Linked DNA regions of Mus musculus: region 1 is linked to region 2. A link is a contact called in public Hi-C data. All regions are on one chromosome and are shown on one strand. Each heading gives the region's core, a stretch centred on a gene start, on an enhancer-like site or on the middle of the called end of the contact. The rest is flanking DNA. Distances are from core to core; before and after follow the strand shown. Region 1 has its middle 20 kb from the start of Kirrel. Region 2 has its middle 33 kb from the start of Gm24472.

Evidence for each region. A called contact is a pair of places that touch in the nucleus more often than the background predicts.
Region 1: a Hi-C map of reprogramming fibroblasts shows a contact between it and region 2, with 2.5 times the contacts expected there. The contact joins two enhancer-like sites. A contact is called at or near these places in 1 of 15 datasets of contacts at CTCF or cohesin (the NIH/3T3 cell line), 36 of 484 Hi-C or Micro-C datasets (the 4T1 cell line, the C3H10T1/2 cell line, MC3T3-E1-derived osteoblasts and 22 more) and 11 of 115 datasets of contacts at active chromatin or transcription factors (embryonic stem cells and stem cell-derived neural progenitor cells).

What each region holds. Positions count from the first base shown.
Region 1 is chr3:87,192,534-87,195,592 of GRCm38.p6, reverse strand. No RefSeq gene overlaps it. Among named protein-coding and RNA genes, the nearest start is that of Kirrel, 20 kb to the right of the region's middle. Within about 2 kb of position 1,667, at least 20 of the 459 cell types and tissues checked have an H3K27ac peak or open chromatin away from gene starts, as enhancers often do. A contact at or near this core is called in reprogramming fibroblasts, where this site is marked.
Region 2 is chr3:87,032,351-87,035,438 of GRCm38.p6, reverse strand. No RefSeq gene overlaps it. Among named protein-coding and RNA genes, the nearest start is that of Gm24472, 33 kb to the left of the region's middle. Within about 2 kb of position 1,603, at least 16 of the 459 cell types and tissues checked have an H3K27ac peak or open chromatin away from gene starts, as enhancers often do. A contact at or near this core is called in reprogramming fibroblasts, where this site is marked.

The DNA.
Region 1 (3,059 bases), core at 418-2,917, 160 kb before region 2:
AACCATCAGGAAAGATCTAGGGCAGAGGGCTCAAGAGCCAAGGGGATAGCGCTGGGTGCGCTAGCAGGTGCTCTTCCCTACTTCCATCAGGGAAAGGAAGGCTCAGGATAGCAGAGTCTGGGGCTGCCAGTTTTCCTAGAAGTGACTTTCTGATCAGCTTCCTAAGCTATAAGGACCCCACTGCTTGAGCTACCTGCTCAAGTCATACCCTGACAAACAGCTGTGACAGCTATTGACAAAGCAGCTTCTGGTTAGTTGAGAAGAGAACAAAACACCTAAGATGCTGGATAGAACCCAGGCTCTCAAACACACGGCTCGTGGAATTCAGGAGTAGAAGGGGAACAGTAGTGCCAGAATCCAGCAGTCACATCTACTTGATGTGTCCCTTTGGGAAGCTTCTGTCTCAGCTCCCATATACAGAAATGGAGAGGTGTGCTCCTTGGTCATTGTAATTACAGAGACCTCTGTGTTGCCTACCACAATACCAGACAGTTGTGGGGGCTCAAGGGGGAGAGAGTCACGAATAGACGGGTAGCAATATTTCACTGAAATAATTCCCTGAGATTCTTTCAAATGCCAGACTCCAAAGGGTCCATTCAAATGTATGAAGAAATTTTGAGAGGGCGATGAAACACACATAAGTAACTATAATACTAAACAGGTGGCCTTGAAGTAAGGCAGTACAAGAGCAGTGGTTTGAATGAGAATGGCCCCCATATTCACCATAGATTTGAATGCTTGGTCACCAGGGAGTGGCACCATTTGAAAGGATAAGGAGGTGTGGCTTTGTTGGAGGAAGTAAGTCACTGGGTGTGGGTTTTGAGGTTTCAAAAGTCCCCAAGCATCTCTACTGCCTGTTGGTCAGGATAGGATGTTGCTCTCAGCTACTGCTCCAGCACCTTGCTTGTGTGCCACCATGCTCCCCACCACGATAATGGACTCACCTCTGAAACTGTAAACAAGCCTCCAAATAAATGTTTTCCTTTCTTAGAGATCCATGGTCATGGTGTCTCCTGCAGCAACAAACAGTGACAAGGACAGCCAATGCATTGGGAAGGGTACTTTGTCCCATCAGAGGAGAACATTGCCCCTGGGCTGGGCCTTGCAGAAAGCAGGGGTTGGGTTGGCTTTGGCTGTGTTGCTGTTAAAACAAAATCTTGCCATGTAGTCTAGGGTGGCTTTGAACTTGTAGTGATCCTTCTGTGCCTGTCTCCCAAGGGTTGTGGTTGAATGTGTGTACCACTTTACAAGCTAAAGGATACATTTTGATTAGGGGCTCTAGTGGGAAACAACAAAAAACCAAAAGCCCCACCTACATAGAATGGAAAGCAAGGGAGCAAAAGGCTGAAGCCTGGGGCAGAAGCAGGGCTGTGGGACTCAGGCTGACGCTAAGGGGATAGAGAATGGGGGCTTCTTGTTATGTTAACAAAGCTGCCCACAAAACTAAGGTAGTGCTGAAGTCTGTGTTCATAGTTCACCTGAACAGCGAAAGGATTCTGAGTGATAATGATATCTCCTCTCCCTCCCAGACCTGGTAAATATCTTAACCCCACCTGGCCCAGCCTTCCTCCTTATCAAAAGAGGAAGGGAGGCTGCTTCTCCTTCCCCAAGCATTCCTTAGTGGTGTGGTTCTTTGTGTAGAGGATAGGCCTCCAGGGCTGCTTCCTCCCACCCCACCCAGTCCTCTTCAGCATGCCTATTGCTATTCAAATGATCAGACCTGAAAACACACCCAGGCAATGTGTGTGTGTGTGTGTGTGTGTGTGTGTGTGTGTGTGTGTGTGTGTATTCAACAATTAATAGAAAAAAAGAGGCTGTGGATTTGAAAGAGAGCAAAGAGGGATATGTGGGAGGATTTGGAAGGAGGGAAAGAAGGGAAGGGAAGAATAACATAATTATCTTATAATCTCCAAAAAGGAAAGAAAAGAATCTAAGAGCAGCAACTACAGTCACCTCTGAACTGGGGCTGAAGTGGGTGTTTGTTAGTGGGCCGTGTAGAAATACTCTTGAGTTACAGCACTGTAAATTCCCGCAGGGCCAAGTGACAGGGCTGTAAATTGCTGCTCTGTGCTCAGGTATGTGATCGTGCACTCAGCTGTATTTATCACTTCACTCACCGCTCCCTGGATTCTTTTCTCTAGCAGTGTGGGTAATATGTGTCTCCCACACATATTCTGAACAACAGAAGATAAACGTATATGCCATTTCTGCTCCTCTGTTCCAGCCCCCGGGAAGAGTAATTTCTTGATGTTTAACAAATGTCTGCCGAATGGGGAAGTTCCCCTTCTAATCTAAGGACTAAGTCTCTGGCTTGGTACCCTGCACAATGGAGCCCAGCTCTCTAAGCATAGCAGGAGACACTTGAAGCAACATGGAACAGAAATATCTCCATTTCCTTCAAGTTCCAGGTGCTGGGTTCTAGTGGCAGCAGACGCCACGTCTATTCAAGGCATACTAACCAGCAGAGAAAACAGACAGGACATACCTAATTACAAGTGTGACTGATGCTACTGGTAGGAATGGCGGGGATTTGATGGCAAATAGGGAGAGAGTCACTTGTCTGGAGGTGTTAGAAAGGATTCTGAAGGTCTGAAGAATGAGCAAGACTGATTGGGGTATGGCCCTGGTGCAGAACGTTGCAGAGAAGGGAGCACTCAGAAGAAACCTGGTGGACAGGATGACTGTGAGGATCCGTGAGGCTGGGGAGAAGGCAGATCCACCCCAGGCAGGCTCTGGGAGCTGGGGACAGATTCTGTGCCTAACTGAAAGGGGAGTAGAGATCACTGGCAAATTCTAGGCAGTGGAGGGCTCTAGTTACAGAGAAAAGAGTCTGTCAGAAGGGGTAAGCCAAGGGAGAGGTCCCATATGGATAAATGGAAGCAGTTGACAGTGGTTTCAGCTGAGGTGGATGGAAGTAGGTGAGCAGGATTTGGAGGTCAGGTGTGAAGAGGTAGGAGGAGTTAGGAACAGACTAGCAAAAGTCTGGTTTGGACAAGAAGGTGCGTGTGCAAGCATGCTTGCTTGTGCTCATGCCTGTGTGTAGGAGTTGGGGTATGGTG
Region 2 (3,088 bases), core at 354-2,853:
TTTACCCCCAAATAAAGCATATGTGTTCACATCCACCATAAAAATAAAGCAATACGAATAAGCAAGGATCATCTCAGAGACCTGCTTTATGAAGGATCGCATCGGGAAAGGCCTTCAACTAAAGAGCTATGCCTTACACTCCAAGATGCCACGCACTCTGGTCAAGTCAGCTTGACAGGCTGAGGCCTGGAAGCTACTCATGAGGCAGAAGAGTTTCACGGAAACTCACTCCTGGAGTCTGGTGTTCTCTCTAACCCATACATTAATTTTCCATTCCCGCGTTAGTCTAGTGTACGGATCCATGTGCTCTCTTTTAGTATTATCCTATTATAAGTGCTTTTTAAGATTGAATTCTGACATAGCTAAAGCCTTCACCAGTGTTCCAACAGTCCTAGAAAGTCCTTGAGCAGACCATGGGAATTCAGTGACATTCAGAATAGCCTCTGGTACTACACTATCACTTTGAATAAAAGCGAGGTCACTGCCCTACACAGGAATTTACCATCACCTAGGAAGAAGGAAGTTTCAGACCTAAGGAGAAACCAGAATAGATACTTAGAACTATAGCTGAGTTACACCCATACACACGTATTTACAATGGCCTAGGGGGAAGGTGGACTATACAATAGATTAAAATAGGAACTATGGCAAGGGCACAAAGCCCTTGACCCTGGCTTCTAAGATTAAGTGAATCTTAGGTGGAGCCCTTGTTGATTCCAGTTGTTAACAATGAATTCTATCCCAGGTGGTTCCTGTTAGACCTTCTGTGTTTGCATTCCTCTGTTTTATGTAAGAATCCAGTAACCTCTTTGTACCATGCGGGTATGTCACCCAATTTCCTTATTGTCTTCTGTATAAAAAGTTTGATGCTCGATTTGACAAATTACATTCAGATTCTACACAACCTCTCCTGTGTGCGTCTGTTTGTCATTCATCCGACGCTTTGCCCACCCGCGACTAAAGACCCATTCCACGCAGACAAAGGGGCCCAGAGGGTCTGCGGCAGGAAGGAAGGAAGGAAGGAAGGAAGGAAGGAAGGAAGGAAGGAAGGAAGGAAGGAAGGCAGGCTTTCTCTTCTCCAGCCTCTTTGGTGCACCAGGCCCTGACTCCCAATCAGACCAGGTTCCAATCATCTCTGGCTCCTCAAGCCCCAGGGGAAAGGTAGACATGAGGACCTCACCCCCTCACCCCCACCTCACCACACCACACCACACCACACTCCCCACATTCCCCAGCCCCCACCCCCATTTCCTTACCCAGGAACCCAGAGAGGAGCCAAGGAACCACACTCCAGACTTCGCTGTTTCCCTTTCAGGTCTAGAGAAGGAGAACACAGACTGTGAACCTCCGCTCCAGACTTCGTTCTGCCTCCCCCTGGGTGGAGAGGCAGAACACAGTACGCATGCCCTCACAGGAATCTTCTATATCTTCTTAGTACTATAAGGTGGGTATGTATTTTCCTCTTCACTTCACACATGAGAAAGCCGAGGCTCACTAACGCAGGGAACTAGGACCAACAAGCGCATCTTCTGACCCTCCCAGTGCCTTAAAGTTAAAATGGAGTTTTTCAGGGAAACAGCAACTGTGACAGAGGACGGGAGAGTCCGGGCCATACTGAAATCCTTCCTGTTTAAAGGGAAGCTGGTTGTGGGGGCCTCTTCAGGGAGATTTTTTTCCTCTTGGACAGGGAGTCGCCATCCTGTTGTCAAGCCAACGACCCTTTCTCAGAGTTGGGAAATGTCATGGCTTGAGGGAAGTATTTCCTCAAGAGATGTCTCCAGTTCTAGAACATTCAATAAGCGGTTCCCTCTGCTTTTCTAATATTGGGCTATTTCCGCCCTCTGGTGGCCGGAGACGTGAACTACAGCAGGGCTGACATTTCTTAGCTCTCAGCTGCTTACTGTGACAAGGCTAGGAGCCTCACTCACTGTCCAGGGTCCTTAAGACAGGGGAATCAGCACTGGCAGTTCTCCGGTGCAAGTTCTTAAGACAAGGCCTCCCCAGGGAACATGGAGCTCTTTGGTTCAGCTAGGTTGACTCGCCACTGAGCATCAGGGACTTGCTGATTTCTCCCTTTCCTGTGCTGGGATTGTAAATTGTGTGCCTGGCTTTTAACATGGGATCATAGTGAAGGTCTTTGTGCTGAAGGGGCAAGCGTTTTACAGCTGGTCCATCAGTCTAGCCCAAGTCCACAGCTCTTGAGCGTCAGTGTTTTGGAGCATTGAGAAAACACACTCCCTCCCCCTAAATGGAGCAAGACCAGAGCACGCTCTCTTTCTACTCTGCATCCTTTTGAGAAGACAGCTCCACCAATCCCAAGTTCACTAGAGGCCTCACCTTGCTTTGTCATCATTTAACATAGCCACCCCCACCCCAAGAAACCCACGCTGCAGCCAGGGCAGAGAGACTGGGAGTGAGCCAAGGCCCCCTTGCCAGGCTTCTTCTTCTCATTTATAATCACATGAGTTTTCCTGTCGCTGTCCTCAGGACCTACCCTTTCTCATGGGTCTTTCTGGCTGCCTAGTTTCTACTGACACTCCAACTTAACTCACCTATCTAAAAAGTCAAGTCTAAGTCTTCCTGAGCCTGAATTCTCACTCGCAGTCTTTCAGGTATATGCCCAGTGGACTGTCTGGCAGATCTATTTCTGGTTTTTGAGGTACTACGCTGACTTTCATTGTGGCTCCATCAGCTTATACCCCCATCAACAGTGAATAGGGCACTCCTGCTTCACAGACTCACCATCATTGAAGCCGTTGTTTTCTTAATAAAGGCCATGCTTCCTGGGGTGACAAAAACTGTTTTCCCCCCAAGGCAGGGTTTCTCAATGTAGCCCCGGCTGTCCTAGAACTCACACTGTAGCTTAGACTGGCCTCAAACTCAGAGATCTACCTGCCCCTCCGGGATCAAAGGCATGCGATACCTCAGCTTAAGACAAACATCTTAAATTAGTTTTGCTAATTTAAAAAATTAGCTATTTCTTTGATGTCTTAAAGATGTTGATCACTTAATAAGAAATGTTTATTAATCATTTATATTTCTTTTGAGAAATTTTATAACTTATTTTAAATTTGATTGCTTGTTTTTT